5 separate regions of the Mus musculus genome follow, and all the other regions are linked to region 1. Evidence: chromatin contacts called from public HiChIP or PLAC-seq and promoter capture Hi-C data. All regions are on one chromosome and are shown on one strand. The core of a region is the stretch at or near the end of the contact, and the rest is flanking DNA. Distances in the headings are between cores, read along the strand shown.

Region 1 (2,765 bases), core at 132-2,631:
TCTGGCAGAAAATGCAATTTCTTTTTTGAAACTTTGTAAATCAAAGGAAGTATTAGCAGAAATGCACACCATCAGTCCCCTTACCTGCTATTCCCCTCTTCCAGTTCTTTAGAGCAAATGGGCAAAGCACAGAGCACAGGAGCTAGGCTCAGTATTACTATTTTGAGACAAGGTCTCACCTAGCCCAGGCTGGACTCAAACTCACTACTGTTGAGAATCTCAAACTTCAGATCTGTACCGTATGGGTATTGGGGATACATGCCTGGCACCACAGAGCTCTTCCTAGTTTAGTATTCTAAAATACTGAGAACCCACTTGTAACAATGTAGCAAATAGCCGGGCCGTGGTGGCCCACGCCTTTATTCCCAGCACTTGGGAGTCAGAGGGTTCGAGGTCAGCCTGGTCTACAGAGTTCTAGGACAGCCAGGGCTACACAGAGAAACCCTGTCTTGAAACAACAAACAAAACAAACAAAAACAATGTAGCAAATGTTAAGAAAGCTAATCTTCTCAGCATTCCTTGCTTTCCCCAGGCCTCAGAACTTAGTACACTGGACTAGGTGGCAACCCGACTTGAGTTGCTGCCTTCAGTTTTAAACAAAGGAATGAAAACGTGAGCTCCGCGTAGAACCTCCCCGTATCCTCCCGCCTGTCCATTTACCCTGACGGCGGTGTCCACCCCCGCGGATGCCAGCCTGTGGATCTTCCAGGTTGCCCCATGCTGGAAGTCCAGGCTGTACACTGGCTCCTTGTTGTGCCAGGCGATTTCACACGTGATCACTTTCATCCTCCAGAGTTTCCGCCAGGCAAAGGGAGGCTGGAAACGTTAGCAAAGAGTTAAACAGCGACCCTGGAACATGAAGGGCGAGCCGGGGAAAGAGCACAGAAGCCATTAGCGACGCCGACGGCTCAGACACCTGCAATCTTCAGCTAAAATGCTCCCGCAGGTAGAGAGACTTCCACCAGTGTACGGTTCCGGAAGAGAAAGAAACCAAACACCCCAGACGGAGGCGAGGACGGGCAGCACAGAGCATCGTGTTGAGGTGGGGTCCCAGAGACCGGTACCGGAGTACTGGCTATCATCCCGGGGAGCAGCAAGGGAGGGAGTTCACGGGGAGGGGCGCGGGTCCGGGCGGCCCAACCCGGCCTGGCGGAAGGCGCGCGAGTCCCGGTCCCGGTGGGGACTGTGGTCTGGGACGAACTGCCTTCTGCCTGCGCCCGCGCTGAGATCAGAACTCACGGCCCCGGTGAGGAGCTGCAGCCCAACCCAGGTCAGAAGCGCGGAAGCCGGGTATCAGCAAACCTACCTGCAGTAACTCGGTCCACCCGGGGCCGCCACAGCCCGCAGCTTCCCGCGCGCCGCAGGCCACGCCTCCGGTCACGCCTCCTCGGGGCGGAGTTCCGGGGCGTCCCGCCTCCGCGTGGGCGGGGCTGTCACAAGACAAAGTCTCTGAATGGGAGGGTCCAGGGCATCCCTCCTCCCAGTGGCCAGCAATCTCCCGGCACCTTGGCTTCCGGTGGGCGGAGCTCTGGGCTCTTTTCTTTCTCGTGGGCGGGGCTGTCGCGGCTCGTGGCTCCTGTTGGGCGGGACTGGGAATCCCATTCCCGCGCCTCGGAGGAGTCCAGGCTCGTCCAGCTTTGACGTGCTAACCCGAGATGCAAGACGTCCTACCTACCACGCGTCAGTGTCACATGCTCATCGGACAGATCTTCCCGCCTGGAATTTACGGTCTAGAAAGAAAAGCGGGACTAGAGACGCAGGCAGCTGATTGCACGCTTAGCCAACAGCAGCGGTTCTGTCACCAGCCCCTGCCGGTGATCTCAGCACTCCAGAGGACCCTAAGAGGAAGGTTATCCTCAGCTACAGAGAGTTCCAGGCCAGCCTGAACTAAAGACTAAACAAAAAATATATAACATTTCTTATAGGGCAGATGGGAAACTTTGGGACTCATCTAATATAACCAAATAAGAGTGTCCCAGGCAGTGGATATTTGAGAGCTGTCCTGCCCCACCAAATATCTCAAAATGGCTCTGGAGTTTCAAAATGTCAATAAAACAGCAATGCCTTCGCCCTCTCTTAGCGATGTGACAGACGCCTAGAATGGTTGTTATGATGGTAATCCCAACACTCTGAAGGTGGAAATGGGAAGATGATCAGGAGTTCAAGGTCAACCTTAACTACACAGCAAGATTGAGGCCAGCCTCATGAATGTGTAGGAACTTCCATTCCAATTATGTAATGGTTAATTTATCCACCATGACCTTCTCAATAATGTCACATATTTTTTAAAGATTCTTGTCTCCTATGGTTTTGACTTCTTACAGGCCAGCATATGAAAGTTAAGGTTTTTTTTGTTTTTGTTTTTGTTTTTGTTTTTTTTTTTTTCCAAGACAGGGTTTCTCTGTACAGCCCTGGCTGTCCTGAAACTCATTCTGTAGACCAGGCTGGCCTCGAACTCAGAAATTCACCTGTCTCTGCCTCTCAAGTGTTGAGATTAAAGCCATACACCACCACTGCCCGGCGAAAGTTGGGTTTTTATAAAGAAATGATCTCAAGAGCTGGAGAGGACTCAGCATGTAAGAGCACTGGCTGCTTTGGTCAAGGCCCTGGGTTCAGTTTCCAGAACCCACATGGTGGATCATGACACAGTTCCAGTTAACCCAACACCCTTTTCTGACCTCCAAAAGCACCAGGCACACATATGGTGCACATGCATACATACTGTGATGGCTTGTATATGGTTTGCCCAAGGAGTGGCACTATTA
Region 2 (2,765 bases), core at 78-2,577, 2.2 Mb after region 1:
GCCTCGCCAGTGCTGGGATTAAAGGCTCGAGCTGCTTGTGTTAGATAAAGGAAAATAAGCAAATGTGTGGTCTACTGCATCCTGCGTGCTGTGCTCCTCTGTGCCTGTGCCTGACATCTCGAATCATTTCCCTCCTCAGGCCTCTGCTCGATGAGCCCATCCCACTGTATGAGGCAAAGGTTTCCATGGAAGTTGTTCAGAAAAATCAAGAAAGAAAAAAGCAAGTCGTTCAATTTTAATTCTCTTCCCTGATCTCAGTCGGATGCACCCACACCAGTGGGGGAAGCCAGTTTTCTTTGGAAATTGTTGAGAAAAACCAAGGACGATAAAGCAAGATTTTATATTTTTAAGCCTGTTTTCCTGCCACAGTAAGATGTTTGGTTATTTGACATATTTGAAAAATACTTCCAAAATTAATGTGCAAACAATCCAGATAATTTTTTTACCATCTGAAGGGGACATTCCAAAAGCTTCTTTTAGTTATTGTATCTGTACACTTTGCCTCTGCTATAAAATTCTTTCCATTAAGAAAACTGCTTTCAGCAAAAGCTACACTATTCTAGCAAATACATCTGTCACATGCTTTTGCTATACCAAACGTCATTTGATTTTGTTATCAACTTCATTCTCAACACCTTCCTTAACAAACCGTTGATGCCATTATTTTAGCATTTGTACTTTCCGACTTCAAAGTATCTAATCCACTGGCATTTAAAATGTTTTTAAATATTCATTCACTCTGAATTTCTCCGAGATCATACGGAATCATAGTACCTGGTCCTGTAGTAGTGACGGCATTTGCATAGAGGGCTGCGGTGGTCGGGCACTGGGGACAAGGGTGGAAGAGTTGGCCTGCGGCTAGCCTGAAGCTGGCGGACATTTCCCCCTCGTGGGTACTGTGTTGAGCTCGGCCCATCACCGTCTCTCTCAGAATGATATTGCGGCTTCTCACGGAGAGAAGTAACTGCCCATCACCACCAATCAATGTGTTGTTTGCTGTGCATTCATGCTCCGTACCCGGGGCTGACACTACGCCCGCTGCCGAGTTGGTACTGTTAATCCCTTTTCCGAGCCCTACCGGGTGCCGCGCGCCGCCGTCGCGTTCTCAGCGACGCCGACCTCGCAGCAGGAGAGCCGCGAGCTGCGCGCGCCCGGCCGGAAGCGGCCACCGGGAAATCTGTTGGGCGGGGCGGCACGGCCTGGCACGCATGCTCCGTCGGGGCGGGCCCGTGGCGGGGCGGGGCCTCAGGAGCCTCCAGTCCGTGAGCAGCGCGGGGTCTGGGCGGGGCCGGGGCGCGCGGGAAGCCCCGGCAGGGCTGCGGAGCTGCCTCGGTGCTGCGCAATGGCTGTCTCGGTGCCCGGCTACTCGCCTAGCTTCAAGAGGCCGCCTGAGACCGTGCGGCTCCGCCGGAAAAGGTCTCGGGACCATGGTGCCGCCGTGCCCGCCTCACTGCCGGAGCCCGCGCCCCGCCGCGCCGCGCTGGCGGCTGGGCTGCCCTTGCGCCCCTTCCCGACCGCCGGCGGCAGAGGAGGCGCCGCCGCGACCATCGCCCGCAGGAACCCTTTCGCTCGCCTGGACAACCGGCCGCGAGTCTCGGACGAGGCCAGCGAAGAGCCGCTCCGCGGTCCTCAGGGGGCGTCGGGCCCGGTGAGTCTCCGCGTCCCGCAGCCGGGCGTCAGGGGTGGGAATGGGCGCGAACAGCCGCCGCAGGCTGATGTCCTGAGCTGGGGCGGGGGAGGGGGTGGCTGCCCTCTCCTGTAAGAAGGACTTAGGGATGGATACCCAGGAAGGTGGCTCGAATAGTCCTCCGAACTGTGATGGAAAGCCACAGAATCTGCCTTCTCACCATCCTTTCAAGACCTTTTTCTCAGGCACTTGAAATTACTGTGGACTGTTGAAGATAAATCGGGTCAGAATTTACAAATGTTGGTTTTACTCATAAAGCTTTTTTGGAACTTTTGGTCTAAGATTTTTGTATCAGTTATTAAATGCGTCAAAGTCTGGCCTTTCCTCCCGTTTAGATAAGTTCAGGCACAAATCTGCAATGAAACATGGTACTGTATGGATGTGAGCTCCCACTCACTCTCCTGAGAACCTGGTGTGCCAGGTGAGCCCTTACATAGTTCACATTCCCTCATCGCTTAGGTTTTAAAAGGACCACTCTTTTCTTAACCTCAGCTTCTAGATTCTAATGAAGAAAATAACTTGCTGTGGGAGGACACATCATCTCATGAAAGAACTGGCACGGAACTGTCCCAGGTACTTTTAAAAATTACATTTCTAGTTTGTGCCACAATTGTGTGTGTAGAGGCCAGTCCCTCCACTGTGTGAGTAGAAGGATTGGACTCAGGTTGTCAGGCAGGCCAGAAGCAAGTGCCTCTACCTTCTGAGCCATCTCAATGGCTCACTCTAGGAAATACTTTCAAAGGGCTGAATATAATGTATATTCTAATAAACATACTTCTCAAAAGCTTTTCTCTTGAAAAAATGAGTTCCAGGAATGAATTCAAAGTCTGGGACTGAACCTCAGTTTGTAAAATGCTTGCCTAATGTTCAAAGACCTCAGGGCTGGATCCCCAGGAATTCCATGAATTACATGGGACATGATGCTGTACACTTAGAGCTGTCTCACTGGAGTGAAGGAGGGATTGCCAGGCCTTTGATAGCATCCTCAGATGCAGAGACAGTTGAGGCCAGCCTGGGACACATGAGAACCTTCTCTGAGAAGAAAAGAGAAACTTGAGAGTGATTATTTCTATACAGG
Region 3 (2,765 bases), core at 182-2,681, 2.2 Mb before region 1:
TCCCTTAAAGGACGCCAAACTGTTTCCATGGGAACGGTGGAGTTTACTGTTCCATTTTATCTTACCACTTGGTGTTTGCTGAGTTAGGATTACTCTGAATAGGTGGGCCATCTACATATTCATATGTACTTTCCATGTAATTAATGAAAGTCAACTCAGAGGCTGGAAATGCGTATTAGTTCATAAAATCCTTGAGCTCTGGAAGGAGCCGCACTGTTGGCTACAATTTACAGATAAGGCCAATTGAGACAGAGGTTAAGTGATTTGCCTAGGATCATACACCTGATAGTTGGAGCCAGTCTAAGGTTCACTGCCCGGGCACGACTGGGACACCTCGTTCTGCCTCCGCACGCAGGCACTAGAATGACTAGCTGGTACAACGCCTTGGTCACAAGACAGGACTCCTACAAATGACCTTGCTCGGTCAGCCCTTCGCAGGGGCGCAGGGGTTAAGAAAAGAATGCGGAGCCACCCTAGCACTATGTCCTAAGCCTAAGGAAAAGAAACAGCCGAACCACCCTAGACTCTTTATAGACACAAACAATTCCCTTGCCGCACCCTAGCCCGCGACAGGAGCTCGCTTTCCCGTTGGAAGACGACTGTCTTTTGGTGTTTGGGAATAAAGAGCCGAGGTCGTTTGAGGTCAGGCCTCTTTTTCTGACTCTCTGCTGCCCGATAAATCTAACAATGGCCATGTTTAGTTCTGTTCTGCACTCTACGTCAGAGCTTGTCAGCGCACACTGGACGTGGTGAAACAGATCCGGTTGGGTCAGGAGCCTAGAGCGGTAATTAGGGGGATTTTTCTGTAACTCTTCCACCCCTCCAACAAAACGACTGACACTTGTGGCCGCAGCCCGTTTCCCACGGGCCCTCTGAGTTCCCGTCAAGTCATCGCGGACTCCCAGATTCCGTCACCCGTACCGGGCATCTTTAACCCATCGCGGGGCGCGGGACGCGGGGCGGCGGGAGGTCGGGAGGGCAGCGGGTAAGGTGGTGTCGCAGCCTCCGCTCTGGGTTCAGCCACCCTCCTGCAGAGCTCCTCCCCAGCCTCAGGGTCTTCAGGCCCAGCCCAGGTGACCGTCCTCCCAGGCTCCGCCCTGCCCTGCCCCGCCCCGCCCCCTCCACTCCAGCTCGCCGTACCGCCTCCGCCGCCGCACAAAGGCCGGCGGCCGCCTCACCGCGCGCAGGAATCCGGCCACGCGCGCCCCAGCCCCCCCACCCCCCGCCCCGCGGACGCAGCCCCGGCTGGCTCGCCGCCCCCTTTTGCGCTTCACGCCCCCGACGCACAGGACGCCGAGGCGAGGCCCGCCTCCCAGCCAAGGAGCCACATCCGCGTCGTGCCACGCCGCCGGCTCCCCGCGGGGGGACTACTTCGCTCCCCGCCCCTCGGTCCCGCGCGACTTCCTGCCGCGGACGCGTCGGTGCGCGGCGCGCACGGCATGGCGGCGGCGGCGCGCGCCTGAGGAGCTGGGGGTACGCCGGCCCGGTCAGGCCTCGGCGCGGCCTACGCGCTCCACTTGTTCGCTGGTCCGCTCGCTCCCGCCCGGCGCCCCGCCATGGCGGAGCCTTCGCCGGCCCGACGTCCGGTGCCTCTCATCGAGTCGGGTAAGACACGGCCGCGCGTCCCCTGCCCGGTGTCGCGCAGCCGCCGCTGACCGTCCCTGTCTTCTCCCCGCAGAGCTGTACTTTCTCATCGCCCGCTACCTCTCAGCTGGCCCGTGTCGCCGAGCGGCGCAGGTGAGTGCCGGCTGGGCGAGCGGGCGGGCGGGCGAGCGAGCGAACCGGGGGCGAACGAACCGGGGGTGAGCGGGGCAGCTGACGGGGTCTGACCGCGCGTCTTCTCTGCCGCAGGTGCTGGTGCAGGAGCTGGAGCAGTACCAGGTCGGTCCGCCGCCCCCGCGTCCCCGTCCCCGCCCCCGCGTCCCGGTCCCGCCCGGCCTCCCGGCCGCGGTGGTCACCCGGACGCCTTTCGTGTCTCATTCCAGCTGTTGCCGAAGAGGTTGGACTGGGAGGGCAACGAGCACAACAGGAGCTACGAGGAATTGGTGAGCAGCTCCCGCGTCCTCCGCGCGCCCGCGCCCCCCAGCCGGGTCTCTGCTCCCCTGCGGGCGCCGCGGGGCCGCGCCCGGGGGTGGTCTCTGGTGGTCCGGCGTCCCGGGGCGACGGGCCCGACCCCCGAGGGCTCGCGGTGGCGGGGTGGGGGGCGGGATTTGGCAGAAAATGGTTTTGGGGGCGGTGCCGGGCGCAGGCGGGGGCGCCCCTGGCTCGCGGCCGGGCTGGGGCTCCAGGTGCGGCCGCCAGCCACTGAGAGGGGCGCTCTCATCTCTCTCCCTTCCCGATTTGTAACTCGAGCTCTCATTGGTCTCTCCTTTCTCTGCCCCGCCCAGACTTTCAGACCTCTTGTTCCCCAGGAATAGAGAGAGAGTCCTTAGTCTCCCAAGGTGGAGAAATGGCCCCTTCCTGTACTGTACTCCCTTCCTCTGTAGGATCGCACAGAGTTCTCCGTGGTGAATATGTCAGTGCGGCACCCCTGCTTCCCCGACCCGTGCACTGTGTGTTGACTGCCTTTAGAAAGTTGGCTCACACTTGATCTTGCTGTATGTAGCGGTTCAGGCTTTAAGTTGACATCCGTCAGTCGGTGTATTTATTTTTTGAGACAGGGTGTCATTACGTACCACTGTCTTGCCTTGAACTCGGGTAGGCCAGGCTGGCCTTGAATTCATTTCCTGCTTCTGAGAGCTCGGACTAAGCTCTCAGAAGCAGTT
Region 4 (2,765 bases), core at 147-2,646, 2.2 Mb after region 1:
AAGGGACCGCAATTATGCACTGGGTCCACAGCAGACACCCGAGTCAGTGCGTGCGCAAGGAGGGCGAAGCGGCCGAGAAGGGGACGCACGCCCGCTGCAAGGGTAGCCGCTTTCTGTTAAATGCCATCAGAGCCAGCCCCGGCCGCACCACTTCGGCCCAAACGGCATTGACCGCCCTTCACTTGACAGGGTATTCCAAGCAGGCGCTAGAGAAAAAGGATGAGCCGGGGACTCGAGGCCGGGGGCACCCGCGGGCGGCGCGATGCGGCTCCCGCGAGCTCGGGATCCCCGGGAGGCCGGGTCGGCCCGCCACCCTCCGGCGGCCGAGGGCAGAGGGGTCAGCGGTGGAAGGACCGCCCGCCGCGATGCCCCCCACGGGAGCGCCGGCCGTGGCTGCGGACGCCCATTCAGCCCGAACCCGTCCCGCGGCCGCCACCGCCGCGGCCCGCCCGCCCCGCTGCCCCCGGGGAGGATGAGAAAGACCGGGCGGAGCGGCGACGGCGGCCGCAGGGACGCGCGCCCGGCCGCTGGACCCGACCCCGGGGCGGCCATCGCCGACCCCCGCCCGCGCGCCAGGCCGCCCGCGTCAGCTCCTCACCTCATCTCCGGGCGGGTGCGCGCGGCCGCCCCTCACACAAATCAGTGCAGCCCGCACGCCGCGCGGAGGAACGCCGAGTCCGCAGCCGCGCACACCATCCCCGCCCGCCCGCCTGCCTGCCTCCCGGCCGTCCCGGAGCCCGCTCGGGATGCTCCCTTGCGAGCCGCCGTACTACGGAGCAACCAAGCTGCGCGCCCTCCCCGCGCCGCTCCACTCCTCTCGCCCTCCTTCGCTCCTTCGCTCCCTCACTCCCGCCTAACTCCTCATCTCCCTCCGCCGCCGCCCCTCCGCCCACAGCCTGCCCTCCGCCCCACCCATAGATGGGCGGGGATAACCGCCTGCCAATCGGACGGCGGAGACCACGCCTTCGCTCTCTCCTATGACTCCGCCCACTAGGTGGGCAAAAAAGAAGAAAGGAGCCAAAGGAAATAGAGGTGTACAGAGTGACAACGAGATACACCAATGAAGTAGTTTGGATAGCACCCCCCCACACACACACACTTTTTTCCCCTCCCATCCTTGTCTCGTCCCTTGAAGGCGTAACTAGAGGTTTCTGCTCTATGCGTGCGGAGATTTTGTTTCACGATTTGGCGCTTTGCTCTTTTCTATGCGCGACAGTAGCTAGGATACATTCAACTAAATTGAAGGTTTTGCAGAAAGAGCGTGGGCACGAAAGGCGAAAGACACAAAGACTGAAGAAAGATGGTAGGGGTTACGGTTGGAATGAGGAAGGGTGTGGCCTTTTACTCTAATTTGCATAAAACGGAACCCATCTTGGCAACGCCCAACTTCTCCCATTTATTGGTGGTCCCTGGGGCGGCGACTCGTCTCTCTACGGGAAGCAGCATGCTGGGAGATGTAGTTCCGGGTTCAGTTGCCATGGCGTTCGTCACAGCCTCCCCCAGATCGGTCATCCTGCGGTAGTGACGGGCAGTCTGACCAATGGCAGTACTGTTTGGACCCAAGAAGGCGGGCTCTCTGCAGAAGGACTGGGAAGGTGGCGGCGGCGAAGGCGCTGGCGGTTGAGGTTGCTCCGAGCCAGGTGAGCCAGGGAAGAACGATGTGTGTCTCTGAAATGGGACTTTGGGCGAAAAATGGAGAAACGCCTGAAGGAGCTGTCTAACCCTGGGGAGACTGGTACTTCGCATCACACGCCGACCTCAGAGATGCCCTGGCTCAGGCCTAGCTTGGCCGAGGCCGCCGAGGGGCGGGTAATACTAGATTTGACGGACAGTTCCTGACCCTGGCTAGGTTTTGATTGTAGACTGATCTTTGCTTCTTCCTCCGCGTTTATGGAGGCAAAGGTCTAGAACTGCCTTTCTCCTGGGTTGAGTCCTCCCCGCCCCCAGCTTCTCCCTATCACTGTTTCTGATGCTGTCTCTATTACTACTTCCCTTGTCACCCTTCTTATCCTTCTCTTTGCATTTCCAGTAAGCGGTTTCCTAAAGCAAACAAGGGTGGGTGTTCGCAGTAATGGGGCCTTGGGTCAGGAATTGCCTGCTTCATTGAGCCGGCCATACTTGAGCCATACTAAAGAATTATCCCAGGGTCGTGAGGAGGTGCAGATACTGATTCTGGATTTGGGCCTGGTGGTCTGCATTTGCTTTTTAAAAATTATATATATATATCTATATATGGCATTTTAAACAAACTGCCAAGTATAGCCAGTCCACAGTAGCTGAGTTTTGCATTGCCTGTCCAGGACAGATGTTCTAGGCACCCAGACGCTTTTAGATTTCCTGGGAGCCACATTTGGACAGTGAAGAGACCACGTGAAATTAATTTTACGTTTCTCTTAAACCAGCTTATCCAAATATTATTTCAACCTTTAAAGAAATCAGATATTTAAATGAGACAGTGTATCTGTTGTGCGTTTTACCCTCGCAGCATACCCTCGTACCCTCATCCTAAGGGCACGCCACTCACGTGCGGAGTAGCCACCTGTGGCTATTCGCCGCTCTCCGAATCCAGATGATGCAAGAGACCATTGCACAAACTCAGCAGTGTTAGTCATGTGATTGCCAGCGACATCCCTTTGCTGCTTCAGTACATGGGTTCAGAACTACTTTCACAATACGATACTGAGCTTACAAGAATACCAGGGAAAGTAATATTTATTAAAAAGCCAACTTCCGTAATGTGTGCGCTGTGTACTATACTCACTCAG
Region 5 (2,765 bases), core at 94-2,593, 2.1 Mb before region 1:
CCAATCCCAAATGTCATAGAATTACTTATTGAGCAATTATATCCTCAAGAAATGCCATGAAATGAAAATATATCAGTCTAATGAAGACCTGTGAATTTTGGCAGTGTGAATTGAAGATCTGAAGTTACATCTTGCTGTCTGATCCTGTCCAGCCTTTTATAATGGAATCCCTTTCTGGCCTTTAATTGGAACATATTTTTATTTACCCTTTAAAGTGTTTGGTCTCTTTATTGTGACTGAATGGAGTAACACTGTAGTAAAATCCCTCCTGCAAATGTGTGCCGACAAGCCACCACTTCCCTATGATTTACCAACACGCTTCAGATTTCTGTTGGTGCTTTTTTCATGTGTGAGTGAGAAATCAAATCGAGTATCTTTATCAGCAAAGTATCCGCTTAAGAAACCAGCAAAGAGACAGCCAGGGACATCTGCTCTTCAGCTCGCTTCTACTAACCCTGGAATCTGAGTCTTAAAGACACCACACTGAGAATCTTGTGTGTGTGCTATAGTTACACACAAAGTGTTCTAGTTGGTATACATCTGCTTTTTATTTATTTCTTTGGTTTTTCTAGACAGGGTTTCTCTGTGTAGCCAAAGGATGTCCTGGAGCTCCCTCTGTAGACCATGATGGCCTTGAACTCAGAAATCCATCTGCCTCTGCCTCCCGGGTGCTGGGATTAAAGGTGTGTGTCACCACTGCCCGGCATTCATCTGCTTTTTATTAACCAGTGAGTATGTATGTTAAGATTGATATGCTTTTTCCTCCCAGTAGACTTGAAGCATCGTTTTTCTACATTGTGAGAGATTTTTAAACAACTTTCCAAGAGTTTTGATTTTTAAAGGACCCTCTGATCCCCAAACATTTTACCCTGGGCAATGCAGTCTCCATTTCCTCACAAGCAAATCTAGAATGTGTTTTTATTTCCCACTGAGGTGCCAGTTACCCTTTTTCTCGTGGGAGCAGCATTCGGTGGAGCTCTTTGTCTTCCAGCACACAAACCAGAAACACACATTCTTCCTGTCATTAAAGTAGAAAACACGGTCTATGAGTTACATATGGCCAGGTTTTAAAAAGCCTAGCCTTGCAGCCTCACTCATGTTCTCTGAATCCGCTTGCAGTCATCAACCCTGGAGCTGTCTGTGCTTCACCCGCAGCTCTGGGTTTCCTCCACGGGTGGGTCCTTGCAGGAGGGTCGCCGGGTGTGGAGCGGGCGCTGCGTGCCCCGGTTAACAGGATGACGGAAGCGCGCCGCGGGACATTTCTCGCGGCGGACCGGAAGCTCTTAGGTTCTCCCCCCTCCCCCCACGGAAGGCGTATCCTCGCTCGGAGGCGGGGTGGGGGCGTGGCTTGGAGGGGGCGTGACTGCGGGCCGGCGCGCATGCGCTGTCTGGCCGCGCGGAGCTGAGGGACCATGGCTGCCACGTTCTTTGGCGAGGTGGTGAAGGCGCCGTGCAGAGCTGGGACTGAGGAGGAAGAAGAGGAGGAGGAGCAGAGCAGGCGGGACACGCCGGAGGACCGGGAGGTCCGGCGGCAGCTGGCGCGGAAGAGGTCAGGCTCCCGGAAGGCTGCGAGCGTCAGGCGGTGTCGGCCTGCAGGGTGCCCTGCGTTCACGCTGGGACGTCGGCAGCCCAGCGATGCTCGCCCTCCACCGTGCACTTTAGGTCACGCCGCATGTCGGCCGTATTTCTTTCAAAACTACTTTCAGACACAGAAGTCAGGTCACGCCAGCCCCTTCCTTGGTCAAGGTTTTACCACATTCATTTCCTCTCCCACCACCCCTACGAGTTTCCGATTAGGACTCCCCACACGTCTTCCTAAGCATGCTGTCTCAATTATTTGTACTCTAGAGCAAACCCACACATAAAATATGCACATAATTAAACTTTGTTGATTCTCCTATTTTTTCAGTACCTCCATTCTGAGCTTTTAGGCGGGTTCTCGGATCAGAACTTGGGTCGTCATGTTTGTGTTGGCAACTTAGCACCTTCCCTACCCCACGTTTGCTAATAACACGTTTTCAGTATCATACCAGTCCACAGTCAAATTCACCTAGATTTTTAAAATACACTTCCCGGTGATTGTGTCAACGACAGACACTTTTGGCAGTTCGTTTCATTTGACAGCTCCCTCTCACTTCTCACACTCTTCCCGAGAGCCCTGATTTGTCTGATGGTCAGTCTTAGCTTACTTTTGCCACAGCTAAATGCTTGAACGTTTGTTTGAAGTCTTGGTCACATTCAGCATTTTGCGGGCTGGAGTGTTGGAGATGCTTTTAGTGTCTTTTTACATTGTGTCTGGCTTGTGGGTGCTGGCATTGTGTGTGTCAGGCTAGTATGAAGTTTGTTAGTAGTTTTACTCATAAAAAGAAAGTGTTTTATCCATTTGCAAGGGCACCAAGGACACTGATTATTTTATCTAACACCATCTATCCATCCAACTATCCACTCATCTCTGTCTTCTATCACCTACCTATTTATCCATCCATGTATATGTAAATATAGCACCTTTCTACTACCCATATAAATATCTATAAGTAACATGTCTACCATCGATCTCATCTGTCTTCCATCTATTTATACATCCAGCTCTATATAGCACCTATCACTTAATCTCTTAATCTGACTGTCATTCTGCCCATCACCATCTCTTACAGTGAACTGGTGGTCACAGTCATATTTGTTCACTTTTGTCTCTTGCTGTTAGGGAGGTTCGGCTTCTCCGAAGACAGACAGAAACATCTCTGGAGGCTGTGCTCCTAGAGACA

What was found. Promoter capture Hi-C pulls out the DNA fragments that hold promoters and counts their contacts. HiChIP or PLAC-seq counts read pairs in DNA pulled down with a chosen protein or histone mark.
Region 2: a contact with region 1 is called in a promoter capture Hi-C map of neutrophils, with 8 times the contacts expected there. The contact joins the promoter of Donson here to the promoter of Chaf1b in region 1. A contact is called at or near these places in 3 of 39 promoter capture datasets (the C10 cell line, hippocampal neurons and neutrophils), 1 of 484 Hi-C or Micro-C datasets (B cells), 3 of 115 datasets of contacts at active chromatin or transcription factors (astrocytes, bone marrow-derived macrophages and thymic regulatory T cells) and 1 of 9 other capture datasets (liver).
Region 3: an H3K27ac HiChIP or PLAC-seq map of extraembryonic endoderm stem cells shows a contact between it and region 1, with 11 times the contacts expected there. The contact joins the promoter of Brwd1 here to the promoter of Chaf1b in region 1. A contact is called at or near these places in 1 of 39 promoter capture datasets (hippocampal neurons) and 3 of 115 datasets of contacts at active chromatin or transcription factors (embryonic forebrain, extraembryonic endoderm stem cells and stem cell-derived neural progenitor cells).
Region 4: an H3K27ac HiChIP or PLAC-seq map of embryonic stem cells shows a contact between it and region 1, with 5 times the contacts expected there. The contact joins the promoter of Cryzl1 here to the promoter of Chaf1b in region 1. A contact is called at or near these places in 1 of 39 promoter capture datasets (hippocampal neurons) and 2 of 115 datasets of contacts at active chromatin or transcription factors (astrocytes and embryonic stem cells).
Region 5: a promoter capture Hi-C map of erythroid cells shows a contact between it and region 1, with 15 times the contacts expected there. The contact joins the promoter of Psmg1 here to the promoter of Chaf1b in region 1. A contact is called at or near these places in 2 of 39 promoter capture datasets (erythroid cells and hippocampal neurons) and 1 of 115 datasets of contacts at active chromatin or transcription factors (astrocytes).

The regions. Positions count from the first base shown.
Region 1 is chr16:93,882,517-93,885,281 of GRCm38.p6, reverse strand. Chaf1b (chromatin assembly factor 1, subunit B (p60)) reads right to left here and starts at 1,381. Exons shown (of 14, transcript NM_028083.4): 1 at 1,307-1,381; 2 at 661-816. The coding sequence starts at 786.
Region 2 is chr16:91,687,290-91,690,054 of GRCm38.p6, reverse strand. Donson (downstream neighbor of SON) reads left to right here and starts at 1,327. Exons shown (of 10, transcript NM_021720.1): 1 at 1,327-1,648; 2 at 2,180-2,260. The coding sequence starts at 1,343. It overlaps Cryzl1 (crystallin, zeta (quinone reductase)-like 1), which reads left to right. Exons shown (of 13, transcript NM_133679.2): 13 at 140-733. The coding sequence ends at 239. Gm10785 (predicted gene 10785) reads right to left here and starts at 1,157. Exons shown (of 6, transcript NR_040389.1): 1 at 775-1,157.
Region 3 is chr16:96,081,094-96,083,858 of GRCm38.p6, reverse strand. Brwd1 (bromodomain and WD repeat domain containing 1) reads left to right here and starts at 1,431. Exons shown (of 42, transcript NM_145125.3): 1 at 1,431-1,605; 2 at 1,679-1,737; 3 at 1,852-1,881; 4 at 1,986-2,045. The coding sequence starts at 1,557.
Region 4 is chr16:91,727,433-91,730,197 of GRCm38.p6, reverse strand. Cryzl1 (crystallin, zeta (quinone reductase)-like 1) reads left to right here and starts at 1,396. Exons shown (of 13, transcript NM_133679.2): 1 at 1,396-1,640. Itsn1 (intersectin 1 (SH3 domain protein 1A)) reads right to left here and starts at 827. Exons shown (of 39, transcript NM_010587.2): 1 at 599-827. It overlaps Gm46543 (a long non-coding RNA gene), which reads right to left. Exons shown (of 3, transcript XR_001781880.2): 3 at 1,617-1,679.
Region 5 is chr16:95,989,538-95,992,302 of GRCm38.p6, reverse strand. It overlaps Psmg1 (proteasome (prosome, macropain) assembly chaperone 1), which reads left to right and starts at 1,343. Exons shown (of 7, transcript NM_019537.3): 1 at 1,343-1,549; 2 at 2,705-2,765. The coding sequence starts at 1,413. Brwd1 (bromodomain and WD repeat domain containing 1) reads left to right here. Exons shown (of 42, transcript NM_145125.3): 42 at 1-211.